2 separate regions of the Ovis aries genome follow, and region 1 is linked to region 2. A link is a contact called in public Hi-C data. All regions are on one chromosome and are shown on one strand. The core of a region is the stretch at or near the end of the contact, and the rest is flanking DNA. Distances in the headings are between cores, read along the strand shown.

Region 1 (6,381 bases), core at 2,324-4,823, 150 kb before region 2:
AATGGATGGCTCTCAGGTCCTTGAGAAAGAATTTCTGGGTGGTAATACTGGTGATAAGCTGGGAGGTGATCTACAGTTCAAGAGAGCAGAGAGAGAATTTACGAAGGAAAGTCTTCTAAAGTAAGTGTTCTATGGAAAGGGAAGTCATGGACCTTCAGGATGGGCAGGAAGAAACCTGTCTGAAGTGTAGTTAAGTGGAGGGGAACTTTAAGGGCATCAAGGTCAAAGGGAGAACCACCATTCAGGCTCTCCAGGAAGTCAGGTGTCAGAAGTCCCTGAGCGATCATCTCTTAACAGGTAGCAGCTTTATCAGGGGACATACACTGAGCAGCTGGTGGGGGGTGGTCCTCTGATTTAGATCCTCATCTTACTGGACAGAGAGATTGCCTCTGCACCCTGGTTTTCTGAAGTCCCTTGGGGGCAAATCTCTGTGGTTTTCTGACCCTGTCCCATCCTATGCCCCATGACATGCCCCACCCTTGGTCCTGCGCATATCACTTCAGTGAGTATACACTGAAGTGACATGCCCAGGACCAAATGCATCCACTTCTTCAGGCAAAAACAAGCGTTTTCCTCTCAGATGATCCCATGTGAATCATATGTGAGAGCAGAACTGAGGATAGGGGAAGAGACTCTTGTAGCCCAAACACAGTACACAGAGACACAGGGTACCCCTTCCAGAAATTACTACGATAAAAGGCCGAGCAGCAATACAGGGCAGCCTTGACAGGCATTACAGCTTGCCTAAAGGGCAGTACTCAGAGAGGAAGTGACTGCTGACCTTAAAATCCAGGCTTCCCTGAGCAGTTCATTCAGTTCAGTTGCTCAGTCGTGTCCGACCCTTTGTGACCCGGTGGACCGCAGCACGCCAGGTCTCCATGTCTATCACCAACTCCTGGAGTTTACCCAAATTCATGTCCATTAAGTTGGTGATGCTATCCAACCATTTCATCTTCTGTCATCCCCTTCTCCTCCCACCTTCAATCTTTACCAGCATCAGGGTCTTTTCCAATGAGTCAACTCTTCGCATCAGGTGGCCAAAGTATTGGAGTTTCAGCTTCAACATCAGTTCTTCCAATGAACACTCAAGACTGATTTCCTTTAGGATGAACTGGTTAGATCTCCTTGCAATCCAAGGGACTCTCAAGAGTCTTCTCCAACACCACAGTTCAAAGGCATCAATTCTTCAGCACTCAGCTTTTGTTATGGTCCAATTCTCACATCCATACATGACTACTAGAAAAACCATAGCTTTGACTAGAAGGACCTTTGTTGGCAATGTCCCTGCTTTTTAATATGCTGTATAGGTTGGTCATAGCTTTTCTTCCAAGGAGCAAGCATCTTTTAATCATGTCTGCAATCACCATCTGCAGTGATTTTGGAGCCCCCCAAAATAAAGTCTGCCACTGTTTCCCCATCTATTTGCCATAAAGTGATGGAACCAGATGCCATGATCTTCGTTTTCTGAATGTTGAGTTTTAAGCCAACTTTTTCACTCTCCTCTTTCACTTTCATCAAGAGGCTCTTTAGTTCTTCACTTTCTGCCGTAAGGGTGGTGCCATCTGCATATCTGAGGATACTGATATTTCTCCTGGCAATCTTGATTCCAGCTTATGCTTCATCCAGCCCATCTCTTTCAGAATTTTCCACAGTTTATTGTGATCCACACAGTCGACTTTGGCATAATCGATAAAGCAGAAACAGATGTTTTTCTGGAACTCTCTTGCTTTTTCGATGATCCAGCACAGGTTGGCAATTTGATCTCTGGTTCCTTTGCCTTTTCTAAAACCAGTTTGAACATCTGGAAATTCACAGTTCACGTATTGCTGAAGCCTGGCTTGGAGAATTTTGAGCATTACTTCACTAGTGTGTGAGATGAGTGCAACTGTGCTCATTTGAGCATTCTTTGGCATTGCCTTTCTTTGGGATTGGAATGAAAACTGACCTTTTCCAGTCCTGTGGCCACTGCTGAATTTCCCAAATTTACTGGCATATTGAGTGCGGCACTTTCACAGCCTCATCTTTTAGGATTTGAAATAGCTCAACTGGAATTCCATTACTTACACTAGCTTTGTTTGTAGTGATGCTTCCTAAGGCCCACTTGACTTCACATTCTGGGATGTCTGGCTCTAGGTGAGTGATCACACCATCGTGATTATCTGGGTCATGAAGATCCTTTTTGTATAGTTCTTCTGTGTATGGTTTCCACCTCTTCTTAATATCTTCTGCTCTGTTAGGTCCATATCATTTCTGTCCTTTATTGAGCCCATCTTTGCATGAACTATTCCCTTGGTATCTTTAATTTTTTTGAAGAGATCTTTAGTCATTTCCATTCTATTGTTTTCCTCTATTTCTTTGCATTGATTGCTGAGGAAGGCTTTCTTATCTCTCTGTGCTAGTCTTTGGAACTCAGCATTCAAATGGGTATATCTTTCCTTTTCTCCTTTGCTTTTCATTTCCTGTCTTTTCACAGCTATTTTTAAGTCCTCCTCAGAGAGTCATTTTGCTTTTTTGCATTTCTTTTTCTTGGGGATGGTCTTGATCCCTATCTCCTGTACAGTGTCATGAACCTCCATCCATAGTTCATCAGGTACTCTGTCTATCAGATCTAGTCCCTTAAATCTATTTTCCACTTTCACTGTATATTGTAAGGGATTTCATTACAAGAAGACTCTACACATGAACATCACCAGATGGTCAACACAGAAATCAGATTGATTACATTCTTTGCAGTCAAAGATGGAAAAGCTCTATACAGTCAGCAAAAACAAGACCAGGAGCTGACTGTGGCTCAGATTATGAACTCCTTATTGCCAAATTCAGACTTAAATTGAAGAAAGTAGGGATAACCACTAGACCATTCAGATATGAGCTGAATCAAATCCCTCCCTGGGCAGGAGTTTTTATTTTTCCCTTAAGGCTCTGATGTTTTCCAAACAAAAATATAAAAGATCCAGAACTTTCCTTTAAGCTTCTTCACTAAGTAGTGGGTTTTTAGACAAGACAGAGGCCTGCTCTGGTGAGTGTGAGGGTTTGCGGTCCTTAGAGTATTGCCCAGAAGCCTCTTTTACCCCTTCTTAGAGAGTTTTCTTACACGTTCCTTCCCCACAGCCCGCTTATGTCTTTGCCACCGACCTTTTCTTCTGTCCTCCAAAGTATACTCAGACGGTTACCCTCATGTCGTCCTACCCATCTTTCCTGAACCTCAATTTCTTCAAGTAGCTCATTTTGCTCACAGCTGTTTCCCCTGCCAGGTAACTAGCCTGGCAGGCAAGGGGCGGAGGGAGCAGTAACTTCGGTCACACGGTGGCGCCCGCGAGCCTCCCAAAGCCTGAGCGTCACGTCTTCTCATACTTCTCCCGCCCCACCCGCGCCGGGGCGCAGAACGAACCGCACCCCCGGCCTTCCCCGGCGGGACAGCGGAGAGCGTGCCTCGGCATCCCAGCAGGCAAGGGAACGGCTGCAGCTGCGTCCGGCCCGCGCGGGAGGTGCGGCCGGCTGCAGGCTGCCCTGGCTGCAAGCTCCTCCTCCTGCCGATCCAGCCTTTTCCCACCCAGCCTCCACCCCTCCTCGGCTCGGCGCTGCAAATCCTAGGCTTCCCTGGGAGCGGCGGCGGGAGTAGCTAAGGCGGTCGGAGAAGCGCCGCCGTCCGTCCGCACGGATCACCCGGGCAGCAGCGGCGGCGGCGCCAGCTTAGCCCCGGAGGTGCCGCGGGGCCCAGCGCGCCCCTGCGAGGCTAGGATAGAGGCGGGGCTGCAGCTGGGCAAGGGGGAAGAAAGTGAGCGCGTGTGCGTTGTGTGCGTGCGAGAGTGTAGGGGGCGACAGGCTCGAATTAGGGCGGTGGAGAGGGCAGGGGAACCGGGCTGCGGCTCCCCAGTGCCTCCTCGAGCGGCACCCGCTTCCCGGCGCCCCTCACCATGGACCTGCGCGGAGTCGGGATGTGCCTTGGCCGCAGCGCGCGGGTGGCTGCCCGGCCCTTGGGGTGCGCGGGCGCGCGCGCGGAGATGGCGAGGTAGGATGGCCGTCCAGCGCGACCCCTGCCGCCCCAACCCAGCGGCCCCTGGGCGGTGCAGCTGACTCGCTGGAGCGCACAGGGGTGTGGGCGGAGGCGGCCCCGCAGCGCCCGCGTCTTCGGGAGTCGCTTTGCCTTTTCCACCCACTCACACCTGCCGCCGCGCGGATACCATGTCGAAAGCGGCTGGAGGCGCATCGGCGGCGGAAAGTTGTCCTCCAACCTCTGCCGGCCCGTCTGCGGCCGCTGCCGTGGAGGACCTGTCCAAAGTGTCGGACGAGGAGCTGCTGCAGTGGAGCAAGGAGGAGCTGATCCGTTGCCTGCGGCGCGCGGAGGCCGAGAAGGTGAGCGCGATGCTGGACCACAGCAACCTCATCCGGGAGGTCAACCGCCGCCTGCAGCTGCACCTCGGCGAGATACGAGGGCTCAAGGTGAGCGCTGAGCTCTGCAGGGCGGGGAGCTGGGCGCCCCGGGGAGGTGGGGCCAGACGACTTTCCCTCCTTCCGTCAACAGGTAGTGCTCCCCTTTCTCCCTTGTCTGCACCCCCCGCTCCCCTTCCCCAGCCCTTTGGAAACTTTTCCAAACTTCGGAGACATTCGGTTCCCTCCTCTTCTCCATATGGGGCGCGCTAGCGTCGAGCTCGGTGGTCCTTTGTGGCCCCAGGAGCGTGCTCCAAGGATGTCGAAAGGCTGGGAGGTCAGCGATGGGCGCGCGGAATCTTTAATTTCCCAGGAAACCTGGAAAATCGGTGCTTTGGGGAGCCAAGTTACAGCCAGGCAGGAAAAAAACAAAAACGAGCGAAAGGTTGAGTCCAGAGCGTCTTCGCCCTTGGGGATCAGGGATATGATAACGTTGCTCTGGCGCCACGACTTCTCCATGGGGCAAAAGGTGAAGAAAGGGACAGGGGAGAGGGGCTGACGGGGCGCCCAGGGTGAAGCCCGGCGCCATCCCTGGAGCTGGGCTATGTCTCATCTTGCAGAGAAGCTTACCTCTGCCTTCCCGTTCTGTTTTCTACCTGTTCCGATGCTTTCCTTCTCCTCGAGTTAGACTGGCATCATCTGGGGTTGCCCGACCGTACCATTTGCCCCCCATTTGATTGTAAGTTCACCTAGCCTGGGGTGAAGGGCAGAGGGACTCAATGCGGGAAGCACAGGGATTTGAAAAGGCAGCTCAAGTATCAGCCAACGATGCTTTCCCTTTCTTTGCTATTAGGGGAAAGAAAAGAACAAAAGAAAAGCAAAACAGTAACGCCGCAAACCCCCACCAAGTTTCTTTTCTCCTGGAAGCCTCTGAGTGTGCCTGCAGCGTGCCCGCCCCAGTGGCTGCCGCAGATGAGTGGTGGGGAACCGCCCTGCCCCTGTGTACCACAAACTTCCTTTCCTCACTGCTTGCGCTGGTGCCTCCTGGTATTCCTTCCTCTCATTGTTCTTCTTTTGTTTATAGGAAGCCAGACACAAACGAAATCACTGAAGGAACCTGGGGAGCAAATACCCGCAGGCACATGCTGTTCTTGTCCGCTTTCCACTCCCACCCTGCTTCTCAGGCCCTAGACGCTTACCGCATACCGAATTTCCTCGGCGGTCCAGCTGTAGGATTCTGGGGCAAAGGGGAATGGGAAGGGTAGAAGGCAAGATGCTCACCTGGGTGGTGGGCCCGCTCCAGGTGGAGATGGCCCTGCCCTGAGGCTCCAGCTGACTGTCATATGGTCCCTAGAGTGGGTGCAGTTGGGAGAATCTCAGTTAGGAAAACCCCAAGGCTTAATCTCTCTTTTGGTTCAATTCATTACTAATGGACTATTTATTAAGTACTAGACTCTTGGGGGATTAGAGGCAGGCCAGGCTAGTGGGGAGCTCATCTCAGAGGTGGATTTGCATCTACAGTAGAATCCTCATTTGGCCAGGAGGGTGAGCTTGGGTAATTAATTTCTCAGAGCTTCATTTTACTCATTAATAAAATGCAAATCATAGTAACCATCGCCTTGGGGGTTGTGACAATAAATTATGATAATGTAGGCAAAGGTTTAATTCTGGACTTGTCTGCAAAAATGGTGGTTATTGTCCTCAGGTGACGATGCATAGGTGTATGTATATGCATCTTCCGGATCAGTCCCAGTTTCCTAGGCAAAGCCGGACCCAAGTATAGTTCACGATCCTCCAATTTCATCTTCTATGGCTTGACCTATAATATGACTTGGAAGAGTTTGTAATTAATTTCCTAGAGATTTTGATAGTATGGAACATTGACATAAGTGCTTAGAAATACTTGAAAGTTCTTTTCGTTTGTGTGGACTGTGTGTGTAAGTCTATGTGTAAGTGGTGTGGGGAATGGGGGACCTGGTCTTGATTCCAGTAACCTCATTTAGAGGAATA
Region 2 (6,451 bases), core at 2,627-5,126:
GGTGCCATTGCCTTCTCCAAAAGTGAAGGTAACTAACACTTAATGAGAATCTAGTTATCTGTCAGGTACCTTACTAAGAGCTTTACAATAGTTCCAAAAATGGAGCAGTGGAAATTCTCTTTTGCAGATGTCAGACCAGATCTACAGGCTGAATGACTTGCTCAGGGTCTCACAGCTAGCGGAAGGCAGAGCAGGAATTCAAGCATCTGCAGCATTCTAATACCTTGTTTCTCAAGGGTAGTACCAAGACTGGCAACAGGAGTGTCATCTCAGCCCAGAATTGCTGAACCAAAATCCCACACTTTAAGGTGATCCATAAGTGACTTGTATGTACATTAATGGTGGAGAGGCACTGCTATCACAGAAGTCTGATAAACCAGAGACTGTTACAGATAGAGGATGGGGGGCACTTGCTTCCTGGTGGCACTGTTGAGCTGTGACATGGGGCATTTGCTTTTCTAACTGTGACTAAAGCAGGAGGTAGGAGCAAAAGAAGAAGACATGGGCTGTGTTAATGGTGACCTACAGAGTAATTTTTGAGGTGTAGACACACTTGCATCACTATCATGATCACTAGAAAGCATCTATTAAAACCTTTTTCTTTAAATGGCAGCTCTCAGTTGATGGATTGATTTAGAATGCCTCTATTATGAGATATTTATTGGGAGAAAATTGAAGCCTAAACCAGAATTTCTCGTACTGTGTTTGAGTTCCTGGAGACAGTGCTAAGCCAGCAAGAAAATCATTTTTAATTAAATGTTTATTATAGTTACTACAGTGGTTTGGGTTTGAATTTATAATATAATGGGGTTGTATTTGGATGTAGGTACAATTTATGATGCATTGGGTCCTTTGTGTAATCATTGTGTACCATGCAAGATGCCTCTATTATAGGGTTTGAAGAAGAACTTTAGTACGTTCCATGATTATGAAGATTTATTATTATTCCATCTTTGCTTTTATGACACTGTAGATTATATTTGTGACAGCTGTGATACCGAATCCTTGGTCAGAAATAAACATCCAATTACTGTATAGTCTCAGAGGGAAAGCATGATCTGCTTTATGAGAGTCCACTTTATAAAGTGAGTTTAAGGATTTTAACTTGGCAAAAAGGAAATACTATCTGCACAGCATGTCATTTATTTGGTATTTCTTGTCTTCTCTGCACTAATTACATTCATCTCTAGTTATGAAAATCTGACAATATTCACTAGCCCTGAAGCTGATTTGATGTAATGTTTCTGGAGTTTCACATGAAGAGAATTGACTTGGTGGTCTAGTTCTTGATCCTGAAATACAAAAGCATGATAAATGAAGAGTTCTTCATGCTTCCATACTGCTTCATATATGCCATCTTGTCTAACCCTCCCATGGGTCAGGGCTTAACATGCTCATTTGATCAAAGGATTAATGAGTCAGAGGGTCTCACTGCCTTTTGTGTCCTCAGAGTCTTTTGTTATGAGCAGAGATGAGTAATTGTCATCCTGTCATCTGACCATTCATGGCTATCGTTGTTTGTACCATTCAGTTGACAGCTAGTCACGTTCTTTTTTATGGTAACTTTGCTTTCTGTTTTTATCTTAATAGTCCCTTAAATCATATTTATCTTCTTATGCATTTCAGTTTTACTTTCCTAACTAGTTTGTGCAAATCTCACGTGTGTTATACATTTCTTTATATTCCTTATATTACCTGATACATCACAGGCCCCTGATAAATATTGTTGAATCTGAAGTGGCGATAAGGAGAACTAATATCTTGATTTGCATCCTGCCTGCATTTGTTTCATCTCCTGGGCAGTGTTTTTTCTCTAGGTCTGTTAAGGTTAGGACTGCTGTCTTTTTCAGATTCTCACTTTAAGCCATGTCTTTGCCCTGCAGACCACAATGCAACAAAGAGGATTTGGAGCCCAATGTACTTGGTTTTGCCAAATGTTCACTGCTCTGATAAATCATCTATCAGCTAAGCTAACTTTGGGGAATTATCTATGGAGTTTAATTCTATTTGCTGGCCCCATCTGGTTACCATGGATACTTGCCCTGGCAGAAGGTTGTCCTCCTGGCCCTGGTACATGATGTTGCCTGTGGCAACAAACAGCTAGCTGGGTGGCAAAGGAACAGGGATGGGATGTGAGTACCAGGTATTCACAGGGAGGGCAGGGACTTTGCTTGGACCCCTGAGGCTATGGGGGACCTTATAGTCAGGGCGGGGCCTGTGGAGGGAGCCAGGGTGTGGTGTCAGAAGATGGGGTTGCTGCAAGCAGTAGTCAGCATTGAAAAGGACAACAGATTTTGGCTCAGCCACCTTGAGGAGAGGATTCTGATAATCTGCGGAGATCCAGGTGAGCAGGTAGTTGAGACTGGATCTGATATTAGGTAGAGTAGAGTAGTTCAGGAGGCAAGGGTAGTCTTGAATGAGCTTGGGCTCTTAGCTATGGAAGGGAGGGGAAAGGCAGAGCCTTAGGATAGTGAGGAGAGAAGGTTGGGTGAGCCACAGCTTCCTAGCAATGGATTCTGTGGTCAGAGTTGCAGTTAGAAACTGGGAGGTGCTCTGAAGAAAGAGTACAGCTCTAGAGTAGGACAGTTCTGAGTCTTATTCCTGTTCTTCCATATAGTAATCCTGCTGTCTCCAGAAATTACTTAGTTGTCTCATCCGTAAAATACAGAGGATGTTCATATGTGTTTTCCACCCTATGACCTGCACAGTGCTGCCTTCTGGAAAAGCATCCTGTGTTCATATAGTTTGGGAAATGTTGCGTGGTTTGTCTTCCCTCAACATTGACAAGATTTACAATATTCTCTGTTATCTTCCAGTAGCCGGTAGTGACCTGCAATGATTTTTATTTAGCCCGGTGGTTCCCAGACTGATGGACCATGGCATGTCATCTCCCAAATAAGCTGTTGACTTGATGAGGGAGTTTCAAGCTTGAGAAAGACTGTGCTCAGCGATCTCCCAGATGCCTGCTAGTGGGGGGTACCCTAAGTACATCCATCATTCATTTAAGAGGCCATGGATATACAAATGACCCATCCAGTTGAGGAGCCGCAAGTGGTCCTTTCCTTTCTACTTTAACTTGGTGTTCCTTCCCTCCTGAAAGTTATAGTGGAGGCTCACTGCTCTTTGGAATTTCCTGACCCCCAGCATGGGAGCACTGGTCCCTGACTCCCAATCAGGATTTAGAGGAAGGGGTGTGGAGGGTGCCTGCTATTGTTCCTCCTTCCTTTCCCAGAGCCTTGATGTTGGGCGTCAAGTGGGCCTCCCTGATGCTGTGTCTCTTCCTCTCAGCCCCTTTGGCTTGATCAGTTACAGGCTGCTGGAAGACGAACAACACAGCCCCCACCCCTCCAAACCTGGGATATTATGTCAGTCACTTTGGAACGTGTTTTCCTTTTTCCCAACAACTGGTTTACAAATAAACTCTTGGAATTCTGCCCACCCACCCTACCTCCCATTGGATTGGCTGAGGTAACTTCTTAACTGCAATCTGTTTAAACGTTTTGTAATCAAGAGTGGGAAAAATACTAATTGTTTTATCAGGCTGCATTTTGCATAAATAACTTTTTTTACCAGAAGTCTTTTGGGAATGGGGGAAATTTCATTAAAAACTTGGTGGAAGTAAAAGTGACTATTTTTTAAGTGACTGAATCCAGCTATGGAAATGACTTTGAGAATGAAAATAGTTACCACATAGAAAGTATTTATGCAGCTTATACTGTGTGTCTGTCATTGTCCCTGACACCATGGAATATCAACCAAGCTTCTGCCTGCAAGGGACTGAAACAACTGGCGAGGTAGAACCACTGTTCTCATGGATACATGAGCATGGAGTCCAGGGTTATTCTGTGTAGCATTACATTGAGTTAAGGCAAAGTGTGGTATGAATTCAGAGATGGGAGTGACTGTGACAGACCGACTTAGTCCATGGAGTCTCTGCTGAGATGGAGGGACTCGAGGGCCAACTACAGAAAGACAGGTGGGAATTGTAGATCTTACAAAGAAAAGGGACAATGCTTAGATGGGCAAAAGCATATGTAAATCACACCTTCTCAAAGGAAGGGCTTCTTAAGCCCTGTTGTGTGCAAGGCAATGTTTTGTATCAGCGGGTGATCTTGGGAACTTCCCCTTTGCGGTGGCACGTGGATGTGCAGGACCTGAGAGAATGAATGTGTCCACCTCAAACAGGAAGAATCCCATCCCAGCTGCCCTGCTTAATTGTAAGTTGGAACTTTCTCAGCTTGGTGGCTATGCATAGAACACCCATTTATGATAGAAGGAGTCGGTTCAGTGGTGGACTTGGTGTTGGCAGACCTGGGACCAGATAGAGTGGTGATAGGGGAGCACAATGTTAATAATAAATAGTAACAATATTCCTGAGACATATTTGTTGAAAAAATTAGATATTTGGATTAGTTGACAGCAAAGGAGATTATAAATTTCAAATAAAATGTTGCCTGTTTCCTTCTGGAATCATTCCAAGAACTGCCCCAGTGCCATATTTGGTTTGGATGGCATTTAACTATTAATCTTTGCCAGGATGCTTATATGATCATTCAGACACTTATATGGTTCTCCTAAAACATGTTCTTTGTTATTAGGGACAAAAGCAGTCTGATCCCATTTGGATTTTTTCCTGGGCATAGATATATCACTCCAGTGATTTGCCTGAGTTTTATTTTTGGTATTATTGACAGAAATTGACAGGCTGTTGATGAAATTAACTGACTAGTTCTGTTGAAGCTTTGACTGGCTTGCAGTTATAGACACAGTCTTAGTACTTAGAAAAAGTCACTAATCTTCACTAGATCACTGTCACCCTGCCTGTCAAATAATTATGATATTATTGTGAAAATAAAGCTTAGTGTCCAGAATGTGCATAGTATGGGAATGTTCTGTTAAATGTATTCTATTAGGATATTTGTTTTCCATACAGACAAATGGTTGACTGCCCATAAAATGTTTGTTGAATAAGTATGTGGTTAAGGATTTCCACTTCTGTTTCAGGCAATTATTCACAAAGTAGCAAAATGTCACTTTTCTATGATAAACAGGCATCATTGACATTCAATAAATTGAAAGTACTAATGGTAGTTGTCAAAAGGTTTTTAAAATATCTTTTGTATTCATCTTACCTGTGGCTGGAAAAACATTCCTAAGCCAGAGTTATAATTTTTCCTCTATTTTGTGTTCAAGTGGACTTTCTATTCAGAGGGTAAATTTTGACTTCACATATTGGAGAATTAACTCAGGCTATCTCACATTCTAAGAGATGCGTGTAGTAAATGGAAGATGGTAAAGTTGAAGATTTTTCTTTTGCTTCTAAAAGCCTGTATTTCCCATAGCTAAGCTAATTCAGCAAAGACTTGGAGGCACCAGTTATTTAAGATTTTCCTTTTGAGCCGCAAACTTTAATTAAAATATATAGTTTCTTGGTTTCCGACGCCTCTCTTTGATCTATTTATCTGTGAAGATATTTTTACAACAGAAATTCTGCATTAATTGGAAATTTGCTGCTGCTGCTAAGTCGCTTCTGTCGTGTCCGACTCTGTGCAACCCCATAGATGGCAGCCCACCAGGCTCCCCCATCCCTGGGATTCTCCAAGCAAGAACACTGGAGTGGGTTACCATTTCCTTCTCCAATGCATGAAAGTGAAAAGTGAAAGTGAAGTTGCTCAGTCATGTCTGACTCTTAGCGACCCCATGGACTGCAGCCTCCCAGGCTCCTCTGTCCATGGGATTTTCCAGGCGAGAGTCCTGGAGTGGGGTGCCATTGCCTTCTCCAAATTGGAAGTTTACCTTCCCTAATAAGGGGCATACCTGCACCAGCAGGTTGTAGTCCAGAGAGTCTGAGCTGGCTTTGCTGGATGTAGCATTTCCCCCAAATCTTTTTTCCAAAAGGAACATTATGCCATTTTTCATTGATATTAATGTATGAACTAAAGCTTTCTGTCTTGACTTGCCAGACTGAGTGAGAAATTAAATACTTAGCCAGGCAACTCGGTTTATCCATCCTCAGACTCTCTCTTCCCTTATTAAGAGGAAATTTTACCTAAAATATTGGAGTTGTCTTCATAATTGGAAAAGAATTTTTCAGAAGGGGCTTGAAGAGGGTGTTTGTTTCAGAGGTCCTGCAGAGCAGTGTGACTGATGTTCATGAACAGCCTTTGAAATTTAAATTTTTTTTAATGATTTTTTAAACTCCAGGTCGTTCATGTATCTGCTTGGCTGTTGTCTCATCTCCAAGTCCCACCTTCTCTCTCCGCATCTCCTTCATCCTCAAGTCCCATGGTCTTTAAATTGTGAAGATGGGGAATTGTCTTTGACCACTTTACTTTTTCTTTGACCAACCAGATAATAACAAAACTTATAAAATCCAATCCATCTTCTGTATTCTTGTGATGACTGCTTATGCACGTCATCTACTGAAATGCTTTCCTCTGGCGTTTTTGTA

Evidence for each region. Hi-C and Micro-C count contacts between places; a contact is called where the count stands out from the background.
Region 1: a contact with region 2 is called in a Hi-C map of tail adipose tissue, with 2.3 times the contacts expected there. The contact joins the promoter of CCDC85A here to the enhancer-like site in region 2. A contact is called at or near these places in 2 of 16 Hi-C or Micro-C datasets (muscle and tail adipose tissue).

The regions. Positions count from the first base shown.
Region 1 is chr3:67,929,508-67,935,888 of ARS-UI_Ramb_v3.0, reverse strand. CCDC85A (coiled-coil domain containing 85A) reads left to right here and starts at 3,573. Exons shown (of 3, transcript XM_060412168.1): 1 at 3,573-4,443. The coding sequence starts at 4,186.
Region 2 is chr3:67,778,701-67,785,151 of ARS-UI_Ramb_v3.0, reverse strand. All of the region lies in intron 2 of CCDC85A (coiled-coil domain containing 85A), which reads left to right. Among named protein-coding and RNA genes, the nearest start is that of CCDC85A, 150 kb to the left of the region's middle. Within about 2 kb of position 3,876, at least 3 of the 54 cell types and tissues checked have an H3K27ac peak or open chromatin away from gene starts, as enhancers often do. A contact at or near this core is called in tail adipose tissue, where this site is marked.